Regions from separate parts of the Callithrix jacchus genome. Here region 1 is linked to region 2. The links are chromatin contacts, called in public Hi-C maps. All regions are on one chromosome and are shown on one strand. Each heading gives the region's core, a stretch centred on a gene start, on an enhancer-like site or on the middle of the called end of the contact. The rest is flanking DNA. Distances are from core to core; before and after follow the strand shown. Region 1 has its middle 310 kb from the start of EYA4. Region 2 has its middle 170 kb from the start of RPS12.

Region 1 (5,654 bases), core at 734-3,233, 570 kb before region 2:
GCAGCAAACCACCATGGCACATGTATACCTATGTAACAAACCGACGTGTTCTGCACATGTATTCCAGTACTTAAGGTAAAATTTTTTTTTTAAAAAAAGCAAGAAAATTGAGAGCTACTACCACAGATCTCCTGTGTGACAGAGGCTAAGTAAAATCCAAGTCCAACCAGATGTGTGAAGGGTGACAGCAGGTGGCAGTGTTAGATTATTTCTGCCTTTTCTAGCTCTCTCTTCACCACAGAGCAAATGTAATTTGTCACAGGTTACTGGTCATTTAGTGAAAAAATAAATTTCATTGCCGTTTTTCTTTACAAAAAACAGAATTTTCATTCTCTGTAGATATAGAACCAAAATCTAAAAATAAAATATATACTCCTTTCCTTTTGAAAATTTTAACTTTGGAGGTATTTTTAAAATTGTGTTCCATCAAGATAATAAAATGCCTGTACTGGGCCCCTCTTCGGTGTATTCATACGAAGTCAACAAGACTTCCTCCCACCCCGACCCTATGCCCTGCCACTCTGCACTGTTTTATGTTCTATTCTGTGCAGCCGTGACTTTTACTTGTCCAATTTATTAATATATGAATATGAGTGCAAACACTGAACTTAAGGATAGTTTATATATTGAAAAGGGTTCCTTGCAGTGTAGACCAGAATATTAATCATAGTCCCTGGGATGGACTTAGAAAAGAACTATCGTTGTCATAAGAGATTATATGACATATACACGATTTTATAGCAAGAAAGTTAGGAGTCAGGCTTTCCAAGCACGTGATTCTCTTCCCCACTAGTGGAACCAACACCAATTGCTTTCTGATCCTCAGTGACCACAGGGATTCAGCCTGACCTGTCAGAGCCTTCTTGAAGGCTGCCCTCTGAGTGACCCTTCCTAGATCCCAGAGACTAGCCCACCGCACTGGACTTGCTCAAAGGAGGACCAGAAAGACCATATTGAGCTCCAGACATTGCCTTGTCCCTTTCACTGCACTCTCTAAACACAAAGAGTTTTTAATTTTAACATTATTGTACCCTTAAGAGCTTTTCTTGATAAATGGCTCTTTGGATGACATGTACAATAGCATCCAATGCCTTCTCCAAGATGAATGACTACTGTGATAACAGCAATACACTCAGGGCTATTCCGCCTACAACTGAAGCTTTGTTTTCTGATGTTCTTTTATCCCTAACACCAATTTGTTCCTGTCAGCAAACATAAGCTATTGAGGCAGAATTCCATGTACAGAAGGCAATGTTTGGTCTTCCCTACTGGCATGTTAAATATATTTTCCTGATACAATGTTACATTTAATGTTGTGCTGCTGGCTGGGGGAAAAATTCATCAGTGTCTCTTCAGCTCATGATCCTATCTTGTCTTGAGATCACGTTTCATTTTTCCTCAAGCCAAGAATACACGGGGTCTGGTCTATGGCCAAATAATGTGATTCTAGGACACAGATTGGGATTACTGAAGATAAAGTGGCCTGGCCATGAGGCATACTGTAAGAACACATGTGCTTATTAGATTGCGTCCCATCTCTGCGGCGGCTGCCCTCCTGCCAAGACTGAATGCTACTAAGCACATACCTCCCCTCAGTTCCCAAGTGAGTCACAAGTTTGCTTTCATTCCAACAGCAAAACATAACAGTGAGAGAGGCCCAGGGCCGCTTAAGAGCTACAAGCTGTCAGTTCGTGTGGGGACAGAGCCTGCCTTCCAGCTGAGGCAGCACCCCAATAATGCCAAGTGGCGCCTTCAGCAGTCTCACATTCTCACAGGTGCAAGCTATTTCTTCCTGAATGAATCACCGATTCTCCTCTAAGCGCTTTGTGCTACTCACTGCTGCTTATGTCATAAACACACAGAGGCTGCAAAGCTTCGCACTTTGTCCCAAACATTTAAAAGGAGCTTTTAGCCTATCTCCCTCCTTATATGGCAATAACCGATCTCTGAACCATTCTCATCCCAGGGCCTTATCTTGGAAAGGACCATGGAAGTCAAAGGCAATATCAATACTTGAAGACCTTCAGTGGTTATTTTTAGCGGACCAGATAAATAAGGCAGATATATGGCCAACCACTTTCAGATGGAATTACATATATGGGACCACATAGAGGAACTCATGACCCTTAGGTGTACTTTCACATCCAACAGTGAAGCCCACTTGGTCTTAAATGAAAGATCTAGGAGGCAGAAATGTCTCTGTGATTTTATTCTTCCATATCCAATCTCCCTTATCCAAAGGGCCCTAATTAGGGTTAGGGGCGAGTCTCATAGTTTCTTAAGGGTCCTAAGGTTAGGCGTGAGACTCATAGTTTCCTAAAGTGTAGAGTGTAGACTATCTGTGTCAAAATCATTTGAAGTGCTTTTTAGAGGTTTATTCCTTACTCCTACCACACACCACTCACTCCTCAGTGAATAGAATCACTGAGTTTGGGGCCCCAGGTGTCAGCATTTTAATGAGATTCTTGGGTAATCTTTTTGGACACTACATTTTGGGGACCATTTATTTAGGTTCTTAAGAGGCTTTCACATTACTGATAACAATGTCATTCCTTGAATAACTGTCATGGAATGTGATGAGCTCCAACCATGCCTTCAATTAACCCCCTGTGCAGAACTGGCACTTGGAGGTGCTTGTTCTTACTATGTATATATCATCCACTGAGATACAAACCTCTCAAGGGCAATAATTAGTTATTCACTTCCTTTATTTTTTTCAGCAATGGCAGTGACAATGCCATTGTAAGTAAACAAGACATATGCTCTCATAAAATTAGATGAGAAATAAGGCATATGGTTAGTAAAACGAGGCACAGGAAATTATTTGAACTTATTGTATTGCATTTGAAGGACATTCTACTGGTATTCTGCTGGAATAGGTCTTGCCTGATTGCCTAATTTCACTGAAGCCCACAAGGACGTGGCAAGGTTGACAAGCAGGCTTAACTGGCTATTGGCAAAGCTCTTTTAAGAGGACAGTCCCTACTAGCTGAGTTGAAACCTGGAGAGACCCAATAGAGGTCCAAATGCTAGAATACAGCCTGACATACGAGGTGTTCAATAAATGCTTGATGCATAAAAATAAGAACTGTGATTCTATTGCTTTGCAATATTTGCTGATTCACAGTTTCCTCATATTCTCATGTAGTTATTTTATTCTTATTATCTTACATGCCTGCCCTAATGACTAGAGAGTAAGAAATAATAGTAATACTTAATTTGAAAATATTCATTGGTGTTAATCAAGAAAAAGGGTCACGGTGAATTCTATCAGACATTACTGAGGCTCCCAGTGAAAAAGTCTAACTTGATACCACTCAGACAACTTAAAACCTGAGATCTAAGCAAAAACTCTAAGGAGAATGAGTTTTAGAGAAAATCAAAATGCTCAAACCTCTAGGAAATGATTCCCACAACCTTTACTACTTCTCTTTCTATACACAGGCACCGTCTCAAATGTGGTAGTTGGACAAGGATACTGCACATGTATTCCCACATGCAGTTCTAAGGCCTCCCTCAATTTAGAATGCAAGCTCAGTGAAGACAGGAACTAAAAATACACTCAATAATCCTCATAGGCACAAATAAGTTACAGTGTAAGTATCTTGCAGGCAGTCAATAAATACCTAAGTACTGGAATGAATGACAACCGGGATTCTGGCAAAAAAAAAAAAGTAGCCAGGAAATCTCCTCATGCCAAGAGGGGTGCCAGATGGTAAGAAGGATGCTCTAAGGAAAGGCCAGTGGAAAATTCCTGCTGGAAAAAATATTCTGAGCAGAATGCTTACTTATTCCCAAAGACCAGCCTGACCCTGTATGTGCCATTCTTGAGAACAAAAGAAGGAAAGGAAGAAAAAAGAGGAAGAAAGAAAGGAAAAGAAAAAAGAACAAGAGCAACGAAGAGACCCCAAGTGGCAGCAAACAGGTTTAGGAAAAAAGCATCTATTTGTGCTCGTTCACACAGCTCCTCAGCCTCTGTCCTGTGCCTGTAGCAAATGAATGACCCCTTCCCATTGGGAAACAGGTGTCTCCTGCCAATTAGGATTTAAAATTCAACAGGGGCTTCTTAAGAGAATGATGACAAGTCTAATTGCAAGAAGCAGCTGTAGAGCTCTTGGCTACACTAGGGCTGGTTTTATTAATCCCCATTTTGCTGGGTGCCTGGCACTGAGCTGGGGTCAGCTCCCCTGTCACGGGGTCGAAGCTATAAAATGTAGGGCGAGTGGTTAATGACCTGAGCTCAGCAGGAAGGATTAGAGTGCCCTTCCCTGACACAGGGAGTTGGGCATGTAAAAGTCAAATGGACACAAAGGCACTGTCAACAAGAGACAGCAATTCAAAGGGTTGCCACCCCTAGGGAAAGTGACCAGTAGGCTTACACAATACTTTGTTATTTACTCAATCTTACTGTGTTTACTGGTCTGTTGTCTGAACCCCACCCCTATGTCCAAGGAAAGAACCTGGAATTTCTTAGGAGCATGGCCTCAGAATGATTACTCATGTTTGCTTGTGCAAACATACTCATTCTTACATTGTATAAACCCTGCCTTGAAGAGATCCAAAAAGTGTGGCCATATAGTACACCATCAGTATAGAATTGGCAAAGCAAAGCAAGACAAACAAATCTGTGCATCTGAACAGCCTATTGAGACACATTTTAAAGACAAATTGAAACTGTTAAAACAGTTTCTTAAGATTTCCTAATGGTAAAGCCTTCCTTAAGTCCCCCTTCTATGGGTGTGTTCTCTAGGCAGCATGTACATTCATATATGCTCACGTGCATATATATCAACATGCATATGCAAATAGTACCTCTCCAGCAAGCCCTCCTTACCCTCTGTGCTTCCGTAGTACATGCTTTATGCCTGCACAACATTTCTTCAAGTGCCTTTACTATTTGCTTTTATACCCAGCTCATTCATAACTAGAGTGCAAACTGTGAGGGTTTATTGTGTTTTAATTGTCTTTGCATCCTGATCATCTAGCATGGTACCTGACATATAGTAAGTGCTCAATAAATATTTCTTTGAACTACCACTTCCCCAATCAGGAGGCGTGGGAACCACCTGCCAAAGAAACGCTAACAACTGCCAAGGCAAACATTCTGCAATCATATGGCTCCGTTGCCATCTAAGAAGTTGTTCCTCTAAAATGCCAGTGACGACAAGAAAGTCCAAGAAACATTCCTCCCGAAACACATGCAAAAATCCATTGTGGAATGCCTTGGCCTTCCCTCATAAGAATAGCTCAATGAGAGCCCAGCAGAGAGGAAAATGAAACCAGAGACTAACATTTGCTCAGAGAAATGTATAGACCTTAATTTAGGCAGTGCTGAAAGGTCAGGGTCAAGTGGATTAACAGGATGAAGAGTTTTCTGTAGGGAAATTCTGTAAGTGCTACAAATCCTATGGATGTGTTTAGGTCTACATGTAGAAACTAGCCCATATATAAATGAAATCTTTTAAAACTAACATTTACTGGAAACTTACTCTATTATCTTCTGTTCTGGTCAATAGAAACCAGAGAGTATTGGTCCCACAGTTTCTACTTGGTCTCTTAAAAGATTGTGGCATCACGCAGAGAGACAAGCTCAGTTCTGTTCTTTATCACCCCAGTGGGCTCATGTAGGATGTATTAGAAAGATGGGGACTACA
Region 2 (5,598 bases), core at 2,985-5,484:
TCTTTCTGGTAGCCTTCTTATTAGAATCTAAAATCATCCCAAGCTGCTGTTTCACACTTAATGGTCCACAGGATGATCTCACACATTCTCTGGTCTGAAAAACTCAGGAGTGCAAATCTGAACAGAGTTACCTCACCTTGGCTCCACAATCAAAGAAGAAATTAGACCATCCATCACTCACCTTTTAGAATTTTTTTTTCAGATCCAAACACTGAATGTGGGGGTCAGGATCTTATTAAAACCTTTTTCTTTTGACTTAAAATGAAAGAAGACTCACAGCATATCACTTCTCTTAATATCCTGTCCCATTTCTAGCCCTTACTTTTTCTACTTTCTATGTGGGTGACAGGTTAAAAAGATCTAGTTTTTGCCCATCATCTTTGAAAACATGGTGCTATCTATACAAGCTTCTAAATCTTATTGTCAGAATGTTATCTACAAGAAACACAGAGGGATATACTAATCAAGAATGCAGTCAGTAAAATACAGAATGTGAAAAACTGCAGGACAAACAACCCAGTTTTCTCAACACATTAATGACAAGGGCAAAAAATAAGGAGGGGAAATAAATCTATAAATTAGAAGAAACTGAAGAGACACACCAACCAAGTATGAGTCAGAGACTTTGTTTAGATCCTAAGTCAAACATGCTATCTATAAAAAAGGGTAATGAGACAATCAGGGAAACGTGAACACTGGCTAGAAATATGATGATATTGAGGAAATACAGTTAAACTTTTCATAGGAATTATAGTATTTTGGCTATGTTAACATTGAAATTTTCTTATCTTTTAGTAACACATACTAAGATATTATTAGATGAGGTGATATGATGTCTGGAATTTGCTTTAAAACAATCCACTAGTGGAGGGAGAGGCATAGAGATGAAATAAGACTGGCTATGTGTTGAAGCCCAGTGATGGACACAAAGGGATTCATTCCACTATTCAACAGACTTCTGTAAGTACTTGAAATTTTCCCTGAAAATGAAAAAGAAAATGCTGCTTCATGGTCTCACAGCTTTCTTTGAATTATGGCATTGATTGTCTTGATGCCTCCATTGAAATATCTAAGATTTTCCATATGATGTGTTACATGTGCCTACACAGCCAATTCATGGGCTGCCTTGTAGGCTGCTCACATTTACCTTACCGTATTTCTTCTCCTTGAAAACTCACCTTCAACAACTGCTCCACTTTCTCCTCAATGAGTCAAAGCAGTGTTGGACAGTCATACCATAATGGAAGTAGCATGATATGGAAAAAAGCTCCCGGGATTTCTGGTCTATAAGTCACTTTCTTCTATAATAGCAATTCTGAAATTGAACAAGTTCTATCACGAAGTTCTGTGTAGAAGACAGCTATGGTTCTTATCAGTCTCAAGTGAGTGACTTCATTTTGAGACCAGGCACCTTAAATTACATACATTGATGCCTCCACTTTATAGCCTTTTAACATAATATTTTAATGTAGATGATTTATGAGATATCAGTTGCACCTCTGGAGTATGCTGGAATTAAACGCCATTTAAAGTCTTTTCCTATGATGACATTATGCCACTCTAGACCCTTTCTCTGTAAAATTGCTTCTCTTTTTTAGTATCTACTATAAATTTTATGATTGATTGCAGATATTTGTCTGCAGGGCCCAAAGCCCTTACACTTCTTTCTTGTGTTGCATTCCTTATTAGGTCACCCAAAAATAACAGTGCCAGAAGTTGTTATGAAGACAGACATTTAAAGGAATTTCAGGGTGAAGCTCATGAAAGGAAGGAGCTACATAATATGCTCTGCTTAGTGTTTCACTTTCTCTAAACTCAAATAGTCTTCTTTTTATAACATAGGTAAGAGAGAGGGCAAATTAAACTTTCTCACCACTATTAAACATTACAAGTTACAGATGTATTTCAACTAGGTGTCATTAATATGTCAGAAATTATTTTAATTCTCTTTCCCTTCTTAGGAATGGCAAGGAAATCACACACATACACACACCGATACACACACACAGCTCCAAAATGACAATGAATTCATATCATTTAGAATTCATATCACATAGAATTTCCCAGTATTCTCATTTGTATTTTTTTGCACACCAAAATAATGTGTTTGTGGACATGAAGAAAGCTATAATCTCATTTAACCAGAATATGTAGATACTTACCACTTAATCTCTTATTAGCAATTGTGAAAAAAGACCAAAGGTTGGCATTGATATATTCACCAGCTAAAAGGACACAGAACAGGTCATTAAACTTATAGACGAAGTTTGGAAATATAATAAAATTCACCATCCAAAGACCATTTATAAGGAGCAAATTCATTGGATTAAGTAAAATCTTAATGTGATGAGTGAGAACAATAAACCAAAATACCCTGGTAATACTTTTCATAGAATTGCAAATCTAACAACTCAGCAGAGGAAAACAGGTCTGATAAGTGGATGCTGAAAAACCATCTATGTGTGTCCTATTGAGATAACTGGGATAATGTAGTTTTGCAAATTATGAAGGAGCACACATCTGAGAGGGTGCCTGACCAAAGAATAAGTCAGAGGGAGAGAAAAATAGCACACGTAACAAATGCAATTGAGCAAAAAATAGAGATTATCTTCAGTGACTCACATTTTTATTGATTGCTTAGACTTTCAAATAATATTATTATATCATTACATGAATGACTAGCTCTTCACAACAACTATATTTACAGTGCTCGTTATATATTAGAAACTGCTGTAAGCACTGCACTAATCTTATAATCTTCACAACAATCCTGTGAAAAGGCATTGTTATTATGCCTTATATTACTTGTGATAAACTGAGGCACGAAGAGGTTACTTAACTTGCCCCAGGGAATGGTTGAGTTACAGCCATTACTGTACAGTACTGTACTGTGGTTGAGTACAGGGTACATTCCTTACTACCCCTTGCCTTCGAAAAGACAGGACAAACTTACATCAGATAGTTAGAGGACAATTATAAATATATTCCTAAAGCTATATGTGCATAACATGCTGAGAATGGATATGCATACATTAGAGAAAGGGCTGAGTAAAGGAATGAAAGAAATCATAATATGTAATTAGGATAATTGCAAAATAAAATACTTTCACATTTGTCATCTAATTCAGGGGAGAAATAAAACAATCTGCGTAAAGATGGTACAGAAAAGAGATATAATTGACCACAATTTCAACCTTAATTAGCAAAATAAATTAAAATAAATAAAAAATGTATGAATGGCATGAGAATATGCTACCATCACACTTAGTCAGTTTAGTTTTTGCCACCACGTGACCATCTGGAACTCAAAAATGCTGGTAAATGGCTGGCATAGTGGCTCACACGTGTAATGCCAGCACTTTGGGAAGCGGAGGCAGGAGGATAATCTGAGGTCAAGAGTTCGAGACCAGCCTTGCCAACATGGTGACACCCCATCTCTACTAAAAATACAAAAATTAGCCAGGCAAGGTGGCACACACCTGTAATCCCAGCTTCTTAGGAGGCTGAGGCAGGAGAATCTCTTGAGCCAGAGCCAGGAGGTGGAGGTTGCAGTGACCCAAGATCACGCCACTGCACTCCAGCCTGGGTGAAGAGCAAGACTTCGACTAAAAACAAACAAACAAACAAACAAAATGCTGAGAGACGCTATCCAAACAGCTAGTAAATTTATATTTCCTATACTCTAGACATTGCTTTATTAGTAGTGTTATTATTTTCATTTTTACTATAAAAGATCCTTGTGGTCCAAAATCAGTGTTAAAGTAGATAAGGTAAGCCCCAAAGGAATGCAAAGGACAGGCCAGCTGTAGTCAGGGCTGGTTGGGAAACGGGTTAGAAAGCCTGCGGCGATAATGATACCATTCATTATCTGACAGGAGAGAATCGGGGCCAGCCAGTGCTCCCTAGCATGAACTTTATTCTATCAACGTTCTCTTCAAAGTAGTCTGCATAGTGGAAAGTTGTGAAGGATATTTTATAGCTGATGTTAAAAGCTTACTTAAAAAAAATAGTTTAATGAAGGAAAGAATGAAATGTTGTTTTTAAAAAGGTAGGATCTAGTTTAGATTTAAGAAAAATTTCTCGGCTATAAAAACTTCCAATCTCCGTAATAGCATAGCAACGTAAATTATGGACTCACCTTCTCTTAGCATTTTTACGGCCAAAGGAGAAAACGATATTGCTGGCCTGCCTAAAATAGGGAGATGGACTAAATAACTTCAAGAATTCCTTCATGCTTCATGTTGATTTTGGGGTAACTTCAGGGAAGAACAGACACAGTCTACTGTTAGGTTTTTGGCTTAGTCTGAAGTGACTGCAAAGGTTTTAAAAGATCTGAGTGAAAGCATTCAGATACATGAACTCGTTATGGTATCTTAGATATACTTACATCAAAATCCTTAAGGATGTGAAAATACATTTCTACTGACCTTTTTGTATCTAGTATGTGCCGGTCCTCAGCAAATTTAGCCCTGGTGTGTCCCTAGCACTGAGGCAGGGGTTTCAAATTACTGATGAGGTCTTCTGCCTCTTTAAAAGTGGTATTAAGAGTACCTAGGAGTTCTGAGCAATATCGTCCCTTTTTAGATCTGTCCATTCATCATGATCCCATGCCAGAATTTGTTAGGTAAACATGATTGACAGACAGCCATCTTTATCCTTTATATGGCTGGAGGTCAGCCCTGGTGGAAAGTAATGCTTTTTTAATTAGCTGTTAGAGGATTGAGTTTCCTTTGTGTGGATTGTATGCTGCTGCTCTCTCTCTGAGCTGGTATCCAAAGTGGGTATCTCTTATGCCTTACATGCTCAGTATAACTCAGATGACTGAAGAACAATCATAAAAGATTAATATTGAAGCTGTTTTATAAAAATGTTCATAGCTGGCAAAAAAATAGAGAAAGAAAACATACTTGAAATAATAGAGTTCTCAGAAAGAAAAACGGCCTTTTTGAAGGCTATCTTGGCAGATAGTGGCTGCAAAGAGAAAACTGTTTTGTTGCAATTCTTCGGCTGCAAAAATAAAATAAAATAAACATAATTTTTAACTGTAATGTGCAAAATATAATTACCTCCTTCCATTTTAAGGTAAAATAAACCCTGAAACAGTTCTGGTTTGGCAGAGTTTGAAAGAAAAAAAAAAAAAAAAGGCAAGCATTCGTGACTAATTCAACGGCACTGGACTACTTCAGCATCTATTGTGAGGCAGGGTGTTCACTTCAGAAAAAGCTGATGACTTTTACGCCTAAAATAATTAACTCAGCAATAAGTAAAACCATTGTGAAATAAAAAATGGGTGTGTACAAAATACTGATACATATTCAAAACACATGCTTTTTATTTAAGTGTAAAATTGTTGGGCTATGAAAGAAACACTCAAGCTTATGATATGAACTTCTACATCATTTATAAATATAGTGACTAGATATGCTGGCCTGTTATCAGGGCTAAAGTTATATAAAGAGCCTCAAAGAGAATTTTCTACCTTATGAATCAAAAATAAAATTAATTATTTGTATGCAATGTATAAAGACACAGACTCTATCTCTTTGGTCTAGTTTCATGTCTAAACTGATCTATTGATTTTCTGTATGGCTTTTTGGT

Evidence for each region. Hi-C and Micro-C count contacts between places; a contact is called where the count stands out from the background.
Region 1: a Hi-C map of skeletal muscle shows a contact between it and region 2, with 5 times the contacts expected there. The contact joins two enhancer-like sites. A contact is called at or near these places in 2 of 3 Hi-C or Micro-C datasets (both in skeletal muscle).

Annotation. Positions count from the first base shown.
Region 1 is chr4:140,207,725-140,213,378 of calJac240_pri, reverse strand. No RefSeq gene overlaps it. Among named protein-coding and RNA genes, the nearest start is that of EYA4, 310 kb to the right of the region's middle. Within about 2 kb of position 1,983, at least 2 of the 16 cell types and tissues checked have an H3K27ac peak or open chromatin away from gene starts, as enhancers often do. A contact at or near this core is called in skeletal muscle, where this site is marked.
Region 2 is chr4:139,644,282-139,649,879 of calJac240_pri, reverse strand. No RefSeq gene overlaps it. Among named protein-coding and RNA genes, the nearest start is that of RPS12, 170 kb to the right of the region's middle. Within about 2 kb of position 4,234, at least 1 of the 16 cell types and tissues checked has an H3K27ac peak or open chromatin away from gene starts, as enhancers often do. A contact at or near this core is called in skeletal muscle, where this site is marked.